Linked DNA regions of Ovis aries: region 2 is linked to region 1. Evidence: chromatin contacts called from public Hi-C data. All regions are on one chromosome and are shown on one strand. The core of a region is the stretch at or near the end of the contact, and the rest is flanking DNA. Distances in the headings are between cores, read along the strand shown.

The links. Hi-C and Micro-C count contacts between places; a contact is called where the count stands out from the background.
Region 2: a contact with region 1 is called in a Hi-C map of hypothalamus, with 10 times the contacts expected there. The contact joins the promoter of SOX2 here to the enhancer-like site in region 1. A contact is called at or near these places in 9 of 16 Hi-C or Micro-C datasets (hypothalamus, liver, mixed tissues and 4 more).

Annotation. Positions count from the first base shown.
Region 1 is chr1:205,204,018-205,209,040 of ARS-UI_Ramb_v3.0, reverse strand. No RefSeq gene overlaps it. Among named protein-coding and RNA genes, the nearest start is that of TRNAS-GGA, 97 kb to the right of the region's middle. Within about 2 kb of position 2,875, at least 6 of the 54 cell types and tissues checked have an H3K27ac peak or open chromatin away from gene starts, as enhancers often do. A contact at or near this core is called in hypothalamus, where this site is marked.
Region 2 is chr1:206,121,152-206,125,960 of ARS-UI_Ramb_v3.0, reverse strand. It overlaps SOX2 (SRY-box transcription factor 2), which reads left to right and starts at 2,008. Exons shown (of 1, transcript NM_001318074.1): 1 at 2,008-3,043. The coding sequence starts at 2,008. The coding sequence ends at 2,970. The region is part of intron 1 of LOC105603076 (a long non-coding RNA gene); the gene reads left to right.

The DNA of each region.
Region 1 (5,023 bases), core at 1,626-4,125:
CAGCTACTGAAGTCAGTCCAGCAAGACTGTGTGTATGCTCTATATTATTTACTTACTCAAAAGATCTATGCCCACTTATTCTGCGCATGATGCTATGTTAGTCCCTGAGGCAGAAGCAGTTTAATACCCAGTGCCCAGGAGCTTGTAGTCTTGTGGGAAGGATGCTATGCACACAAGTACCTACCAACCAAAGCAGGACCCAAGTGACATAAAAGAGGTACAACGGTCCCCAAATGAAAAATCACTTCTGGTTGCAGGCAGAGAAGACTCAGGGAGGATGTGTTGAAAAGCTAGTATTTAAATCTTTGTGATAAGCAGAACTCTAATGAAAAGAGATGGGGTTTAATGAGGAGAGTCCCTGAGAACACCCCAGGAAGAGTGACAGGCGCAAAGACTGGGAGCCAAATCCAGAGTGCCTTCTGTTCGGTGGATGAGACATAGAGGCGTGCAAGCACAAAGACTAGAAAAGGCACTGCTAGGTTGGGAAGGCTTTTGTCCCCACTAGTTTAGGCACTAGTTAGTAAACAACAGCAAACCGCTGAAGATTTGAAGAACAATGGCGCTTTATTTAATAAGATCAATCTCACAACCAAAAGATAAACTTTGCTCCTTTCTTCTAAAAGCTAAAACGGGATCATTTAGGGCCTATGGTTCTCTTGTGTAACACCGGAATATCAAATCTTCCTCTTGGAAGCAGCACTGTTTTCACCAATAGATAGTTCACAAATACCTACCTAGAGTTTGGTAAAAGATCTATAGGCCTTTTTGATGAGAGCATCACCATCCGTGAGACGTGATCTATTTCTCATTTTTCCTGAAAAAATAAAAAAAAAACTGCAACCCACATCCCTCAAAACAATTTATTTACTGTAAATGTCCCTAGTAAGTACTATAGCCATCCCTAATAGCATATTAACTATTCAGATGAAAGCATTGTACTATAGCTTGCAGCCTTTATGTCAAGGTAGCTTTGAAGGTGCAAAGCACATGTCATAAAATTAAATAAATTCACGAAGTCTGTCCCCTCTCTAGTCCTGCCTTTCCGTTCTGATTGCACCATAAATAAAACAGGCTTGGTGGCCTCCACCTATCTCCTGGGAACACTTGTTTGATTTACGCCCCCCCCCAAAAAAAAGGACATGATTTGACACACTTGGCATAATTAGTATTCTCTACTCAGGAGGATGCCCCAACAGTTAGAATTCAAATATTCTGAAGCTAGCCCTGCATTTCCCTCTGTCCCCCACCTCTCTCCCTTTTCCCTCCTCTGCTCTCTCCCTTCTTCCTTGGAAGACCATGCAAACTGGAGATGTGAATAAGCAAACCCCAGATGTCATGGGGGCTCTACACAGAATCAAGGAACAAAAAGCATGTTTCAGACGCGGCAGTTCTGCGTAGCTAGCAGAGGCTGCTGTTATCTGCTCTGCTGCCCAAACCTCTTCACGCAACTGCTGATTACACAGTGTTGGTTCCACATAAAGAATTTTCTGGAAGAAGCCCCATTTCAGAGAGGGGTGCTGAGCATTTAACAGTGCTTTGCTAACAATCATTAAAGTTATTACTGTTAGTTAAATAAAGTGGGTTTAAATATGAGGAAAACATTGTGGTAACTACTGTTCACAACATATAAAAATCCTCTCCTACCAAGCACAGAAGAGTTTGCCTGTTCGTTTTAAATCTGCCTGATTCCTGTTTTAGGGGGCTTTGTGACAGTCCTCCAAAAGTTAACTGCCAAAACTGTGACTATATTTAGTTGTTTATTACACACCAACTCAAGGTAGTACATTCTGGTAGACACACAGAAAAGCAAATTGAAGCTCATTAGCAAAGGAGGCCAGCAAAGCTTTAGGAAAATTGTGAACTGGGAAGTATTTGTTAGAGAGTTTTGGTCGCTTTTGAAGACAAAAATAATCTAAGCCCTAAACAAGCAGTATAAATGAGTTAATTTTCAAGTTGTAATGGCCAATGAAGAGGTGATGATAAATTTTAAAAGACCCCAAACTCCAAGGAAATGGCTGTAATCTTTGATGTCTTGACCCTTTGGTTTCATATGGTTGACATACTTCCCCTGGCTAATAGCCTGGAAATGCAAGGGAAGAAAATCATTTTGAATTTTGTTTCTATCCAAAAGTTACATGTGCCATTTTGGAACCATCACAACTTTCACCTGAGTGGTATTCAGAAAAATGACAGCTTATGCTGAGTATCTGGCAATACAGCAATGCAGAAATGGGATCAAAATTAACCTGGAAGATCAGGAAGGCGTCTGCAAACTCCATATCCAAATGAACACAGTGCATTTGGTCTCTTCTCTGCAGTGATTAATTTTTATGAGATTTGAAGGTCCAGCTGAAGCTTAGCCTAGAAACTGTTTAAACTGCTTATTAGTGGTCTGTGCCCTCATTAACTATCATTGAAGATAGGGAAACGGACCTTTAAGAGCACCTACTCGACATTCAGAGCCACATTTTTCTTTTATCCTTTGGTTTGGTGAAGGCCTGGGAGGGGAAGCAGGTCCCGCCTTCCTTCATTTCTTGGAATAGTAATAGAAACTAGCTGCATAATGCACTTAAAAACAGTTTAAAAAATAGTTTGGAATTTATCCCGCAAAGTCACAAAACTGTAGATGACAATTGTCTCTTAATTGTACCTCAAAGATTGGTCTTTGAGGCAGTTCATTTATATTTTCTTTACCAATACACTCCTTCCAGGCACCCATCTCCATCACCACCACCACACTACCCCAAATAAATACACTACTTTTGAATCTGAGTTCGCAGAGTTGGACTCAAGTGAGCGCCTGAGAACACACGCACTTTCGAATTAAGGTTTGTGGAAAGGCCTTGAGTAGGATACATGAGTAAACAGTGTCACCTAGTGGACAGGGAAAGAAGAAAACCAATGAATCGGCACAAATGGAAATTTGGGCCAGCTCTATGCTTTGGGCCGCATTTTCCCCTTACTTTGGCCCTCTGTTATCACCTATGAGCAAACAAAAAAAACTCCCTCTTGGAGACACCAAAAAACCACAAACAAATAAACCAAAACCCCCATAGCTTCCCTTCTCTAGTTCTCTGACTGCCTAATGAAGGTATTACCCAAATAAAAATAACAGCTAGCATTTAATGAGCATTTTCCATGAGTCAGCATTTTGTAGCATGCTCTACCTGGGACCTCTCATATTGTCATCCAAACAGTTCAGTTATTTGTTAAGGAGTTTGGGTGGCTTATTCCAAGGTGATAGAGTCTGACTGTGATAGCCCATACAGTAATGCCCCCTAGTGAGCACCGCACACACACATCCCAAGAGCAAGCAAAGAGATCTTGAAGAGAAAAATGCATGCAATAACACAGTAATTAGATACATAGTAAGTATATACTGTGCCCCCAGACTACTTAGGGGATACAAAAATGAATTTATATGTATCCTGCCCTAGAACAATTTATAGTCTAAAAAGAAAACTTAAATCTATACTTTCAAGTTTACATCATTCAACCTGTCTTCACAGCCCTAAAAAGTAATCATGGCCCTGACTTTAGAAATAAAGTTTTATGATTCATCTAAGTTCACACAGATAAGTTCTTTAGATTTAAAAGCAAGTTCAAAAAAAATAAAAGCAAGTTTATCACTGCATCTCATGCTGCGTCTTTCCCAAATGCAGCTGCTACAGATCCCTGTTTTTATGACAAGGGTGGAGGATGAAAACAGCAGAGAGATGACTCAGGGACTAGTCATCATGGGATCGAGTGTGGAATGTTCTTCTTTGCCTCTACCACTCTTAAACCACCCCCACTCTGAAAAGAATGACCAAAAGATCAAATTTCTCAATAAAGTAAATTAAATCATTTACATTCTGTATACCTCAAAAAATGAGAACTATAAGAGAACTTCCATAATCCAGAAAAGGGCATACACACACAAGAAAACAGAGCTAGCGTTATTGTTAATGGTGAGAGACAGGATACCTCTCCCCTAAGATCATAATAACATGAAGACATCCTCTCTCATCACTCCTTTTCAAAGTCTTAGGTAAAGCAATAACACAAGAAAAATAAATAAAAGATACAGTAATTAGAAAGGGAGAAATACAACCGTCTTTATCTGCAGATGTCATGATTATTAACATTGAGAACTCTTAAGAATCTACAAAAAAATCTGAAACAATAGGTGATTAGCAACGGTGCAGGAAATAAGATCAATACAGAAAAGTCATTGCTTTCCTACATACTGCCATGAACAACTTGGACATGAAATTATGAAACAATACCATTTACAATACTGGCAAGAATAAGAACATCAAAAAACTTGGTGATAAATCTAACAAAATACATATAGAAATTGCATGTGAAAAATTACTTTCAAAGGGGAGGAAAAAACATTCTAGGACATAAAAATAGACTGGGGAATTCTGCCAGAGGTGAGAGTCTAACTTCCAAAATCCCAAGATTAGTAGTCTGTCAGAAGCTCTCTGGTCCCCTTCTCCCCTCTGTGCTCTTCTTACAGAATAAGGAAAACATAATCAGTTGTTGCATACTCAGAATGCCCTAACTCACTTACGAAAGCTAATGAAAATAACAAAGAAGAAAAAAGTAAGGTTTTTCATAAAAAGTCTTAATACTTTCAAATGGCAAAAAGAAGCAAGTACAGCATTTCTTCTGGCTCCAAGGACATGATATTACCTTTCCTAACTTGCCTTCATCAGTTAAGTTTCCAGATCTAAAATCCTTTAAGGATATTTTTAAATCAAAGAGGTCATTTTAACTTACTGAGTGGAGCCGAGAGGCGGAGCCAAGAGATACAGCTGAAGTTTCCTACTTACCTTCGATACAATCAGCACCATGAAGAAAATTCATCATGCCAAGTAAGAACAGGGTGAACTTTGACCTGTATATTGTGTACTCTGTGCGACTCTGTGTCAGGCCCTTTCCAAAGTGCTCTTCACATAGTAACTCATTTAATCCCAAGCAACCCTATGAAGGAGGTACTATTATTATCCCCATCTTATAGCTAAATATAAACTCT
Region 2 (4,809 bases), core at 759-3,258, 920 kb before region 1:
TTGTAGTCAAGTGCATTTTAGCCACAAAGATCCCAACAAGAGAGTGGAAGGAAACTTAGACGGGGCTTTGTTTGACTCCGTGTAGCGACAACAAGAGAAACAAAACTACCTATTTGTAACGGACGTGCTGCCATTGCTCTGCGCATTGAGCGCCTACCTATTGAAATCTTTACGTCGGGACAATGGGAGAGCGGCTAAAATTACCCTCTTGGGTCCTGGGAGGGCAGGATTCCTGAGCCCCTACTCCCGCCCCCAATCCCATCCTCCTCCAGCCCGGGCCTGGCCGGGTTCGCTCCCTTCTCCAGACCAGGTCGCCTTCCTCTTGCCTTGCCTGGCCTGCACCTGTGCCTGGACAGCACCACCCCCGCCTCCCAGGCCCAGAACCCCCTTCGAGGGCAGCCCAGACCTAGGCTGCCGGGGCGATGCGGCCACCGCGGTAGAAGTCAGTGGGGGAAATGCCAGGGCTTGTTCTGCGGGAGTCCTGGGAACTCTGCGTGGGAGGGAATTTGTGAGTGCGGTTCAAAAGCCACCTCCAAGCAGTGCCGGGGGATGCCAGGAAGTTGAGACTACCCTCCCCCATAGGCTGCACTTCTCAGGGCCCTTCTGTTGATCTTTTTCTTCCCCCCAGCCCCCCTTTGGAACCCGGCTCCACTGAGATCCCTCTTTGGGGCAGGGGAGGGGTGGGGGCGGGGAGCTCAGGAGAATGGGGAGAGAGGACGAGCGTCCCCTTTTGCACGGACTGAGTGGAGGAAGATGGGTGGGAGCTGTGGCTAGGGTGAGGACCAGCCTGTGGTTTCCTGCCCCGCGGGCTGAGCTGGGCCGGGAAGAGGGTGGATTCGGCTGCTCACACAGGCCTGGTCTGACCTCAGCTCTGGAGGCAGCCGCACAGTCGGAGCAGGCTTTATTTTAAAAAAAGAGAGAGAGAGCACATTACGTGGAAGCAAGAAGATTTTGAGGACAGAACTTCTTGTCGGGACAGTGTGAGAAGGGGGCGAGCGAGTGTCGGTGCCCGTGGAGCGAGCAGGGCGAGCGGAGAAGCCAGCTTAGGGAGAAGCGCTGGAGCGGCTGGAGTTGGGGGAAGTGTGCGGAGGAGCGGGAGAACAATGACACACCAACTCCAGCACGGCTGATTTCCCGAAATATTACTGGGACAGTCTCACTGAGCCACCTTCTCTGCCTTGCCCCCACCCCCACCTCAGCTTCTCGCGCCCTCCTCCTCATTTCAGCAGCCCGCACCAAAGAGTAAATTCAAGATTAAGTTTGAAGAAGAAAATATCGTAGTCTTAGGGCTGTTTACCCACTTCCTCCGAAAAGGCGTGTGGTGTGACCTGTTGCTGCGAGAGGGGATACAAAGGTTTCTCAGTGGCTGGCAGGCAGGCTGTGGGAGCCGCCTCCCCCTCCCTCCCCCCCGCGCCTTCCCCCCGCCTCCCCCGCGCGGCCGGCGGCGCGGCAGGCCCCGCCCCCTTTCATGCAAAACCCGCCGGCAAGGCTGGGCTCGAGTGGAGGAGCCGCCGCGCGCTGATTGGTCGCTGGAAACCCATTTATTCCCTGACAGCCCCCGTCACATGGATGGTTGTCTATTAACTTGTTCAAAAAAGTATCAGGAGTTGTCAAGGCAGAGAAGAGAGTGTTTGCAAAAGGGGGAAAGTAGTTTGCTGCCTCTTTAAGACTAGGACTGAGAGAAAGAAGAAGAGAGAGAAAGAAAGGGAGAGAAGTTTGAGCCCCAGGCTTAAGCCTTTCCAAAAAATAATAATAACAATCATCGGCGGCGGCTGGATCGGCCAGAAGAGGAGGGAAGCGCTTTTTGATCCTGATTCCAGTTTGCCTCTCTCTTTCTTTTCTTCCCCCAAATTATTCTTCGCCTGATTTTCCTCGCGGAGCCCTGCGCTCCCGGCACCCCCGCCCGCCTCCCCTCCTCCTCTCCCCCCCGCCCGCGGGCCCCCCAAAGTCCCGGCCGGGCCGAGGGTCGGCGGCCGCCGGCGGGCCGGGCCCGCGCACAGCGCCCGCATGTACAACATGATGGAGACGGAGCTGAAGCCGCCGGGCCCGCAGCAAACTTCGGGGGGCGGCGGCGGCGGCGGCGGCAACTCCACCGCGGCGGCGGCGGGCGGCAACCAGAAGAACAGCCCGGACCGAGTCAAGCGGCCCATGAACGCCTTCATGGTGTGGTCCCGCGGGCAGCGGCGCAAGATGGCCCAAGAGAATCCTAAGATGCACAACTCGGAGATCAGCAAGCGCTTGGGCGCCGAGTGGAAACTTTTGTCCGAGACAGAGAAGCGGCCGTTCATCGACGAGGCCAAGCGGCTGCGAGCGCTGCACATGAAGGAGCACCCGGATTATAAATACCGGCCCCGGCGGAAAACCAAGACGCTCATGAAGAAGGATAAGTACACACTGCCGGGAGGGCTGCTCGCCCCGGGCGGCAACAGCATGGCGAGCGGGGTCGGGGTGGGCGCCGGCCTCGGCGCGGGCGTGAACCAGCGCATGGACAGCTACGCGCACATGAACGGCTGGAGCAACGGCAGCTACAGCATGATGCAGGACCAGCTGGGCTACCCGCAGCACCCGGGCCTCAACGCGCACGGCGCCGCTCAGATGCAGCCCATGCACCGCTACGACGTGAGCGCCCTGCAGTACAACTCTATGACCAGCTCGCAGACCTACATGAACGGCTCGCCCACCTACAGCATGTCCTATTCTCAGCAGGGCACCCCTGGCATGGCGCTTGGCTCCATGGGCTCGGTGGTGAAGTCCGAGGCCAGCTCCAGCCCCCCTGTGGTTACCTCTTCTTCCCACTCCAGGGCGCCCTGCCAAGCCGGGGACCTCCGGGACATGATCAGCATGTACCTCCCCGGCGCCGAGGTGCCGGAGCCCGCCGCCCCCAGCAGACTTCACATGTCCCAGCACTACCAGAGCGGCCCGGTGCCCGGCACGGCCATTAACGGCACACTGCCCCTCTCGCACATGTGAGGGCCGGACGGTGAACTGGAAGGGGCGGGGGAGACATTTTCAAAGAAAAAGAGGGAAATGGAGGACAGCAAGAAACAGCATGGAGAAAAACCCGGTACGCTCAAAAAAAAAGAAAAAAATCATCCACAGCAAATGACAGCTGCAAAAGAAAACGCCAGTCCCATCTACACTCACGCAAAAACCGCGATGCCGGCAAGAAAACTTTTATGAGAGATCCTGGACTTCTTTTGGGGGGACTATTTTTGTACAGAGAAAACCTGGGGTGGGCAGGTGGGGAGGGCGAGGGAATGGACCTTGTATAGATCTGGAGGAAAGAAAACTACGCAAAACTTTTTAAAAGTTCTAGTGATACGGTAGGAGCTTTGCAGAAAGTTTGCAAAAGTCTTTACCAATAATATTTAGAGCTAGTCTCCAAGCGACGAAAAAAAATGTTTTAATATTTGCAAGCAACTTTTGTACAGTATTTATCGAGATAAACATGGCAATCAAAATGTCCATTGTTTATAAGCTGAGAATTTGCCAATATTTTTCAAGGAGAGGCTTCTTGCTGAATTTTGATTCTGCAGCTGAAATTTAGGACAGTTGCAAACGTGCAAAGAAGAAAATTAATCAGATTGGGCATTTTAATTGTTTAAAAATTGTACAAAAGGAAAAAAATTAGAATAAGTACTGGCAAAACCATCTCCGTGGTCTCTAAAGGGGCAAAAGTTTTAGATTGTACTAAATTTTTTTAACTTAACTGTTATAAGCAAAAATGGCCATGCAGGTTGACATCGTTGGTAATTTATAATAGCTTTTTTTGTTTCCCAACTTTCCATTTTGTTCAGATAAAAAACCAACATGAAATTACTGTGTTTGAAATATTTTCTTATGGTTTGTAATATTTCTGTAAATTTATTGTGATATTTTAAGGTTTTCCCACTTTTAGTTTCCGTAGTTGTATTTTAAAGATTCGGCTCTGTATTATTGAATCAGTCTGCCGAGAATCCATGTATATATTTGAACTAATACCATCCTTATAACAGGTACATTTTCAACTTAAGTTTTTACTCCATTATGCACAGTTTGAGATAAATAAATTTTTGAAATATGGACACTGAAATTATGCTTGAGTCTTTCATTTATTTGGATAACATTGTGATTATAACCCAGCTCCTCGGGGAATATACTGTGCTCAGCCAAGAACGGCAGAGTACCTAAAACCTTGGTATTCTAGTCCAGTAGCATGTGCTAATGTTAACAGCAACAAATAAATGGCTGGATGATTAATTGAATAAGTACTCTCGAAAAAATGGAAATGCTTATGTCATTTCCAAAACAGAAACTAGGGACATATATTGTAAACCCACCCCCTCCTTTTCTAAGCAGCATGAATAAGCATGATGGGGACTTAAACTGATTTATGCCACTTGTTGCCAGAAAGGAGTCAATTCTGAAAAATTTCATGTAGCTTAGCAGATGGGGTATTGAGCCAAATCAGAACCAGGTTGGCTGGTTTTGTTTTCGTTTTCTTCACAGCACAATGGCCCTTTGGAAACGTGGTTATAGGGGGAAATGATGCTTCTTGTATAGGAATAATTGCAAACTAGACAAGCAAAGTGCTCATCTGCTGGGTGGGTGTTTAGATTACTCTGGCCCTGCTATTGTCTGAGAAGAAACAAGTGGTTTGCTTCTTTGTTCCATCACTTCATAAACTTTTTTCTCTACATTTTCCTGTTTAGGGGCGAGGGAAAGCAGAGCGCGGCTTGCAAAAACTCCCCGACTTATCACAGCTATTTATTATTATTATTTATTTTCTTTTTTCCTCTCTCTCCCTCCACGAATTCCATTTCTTAAATT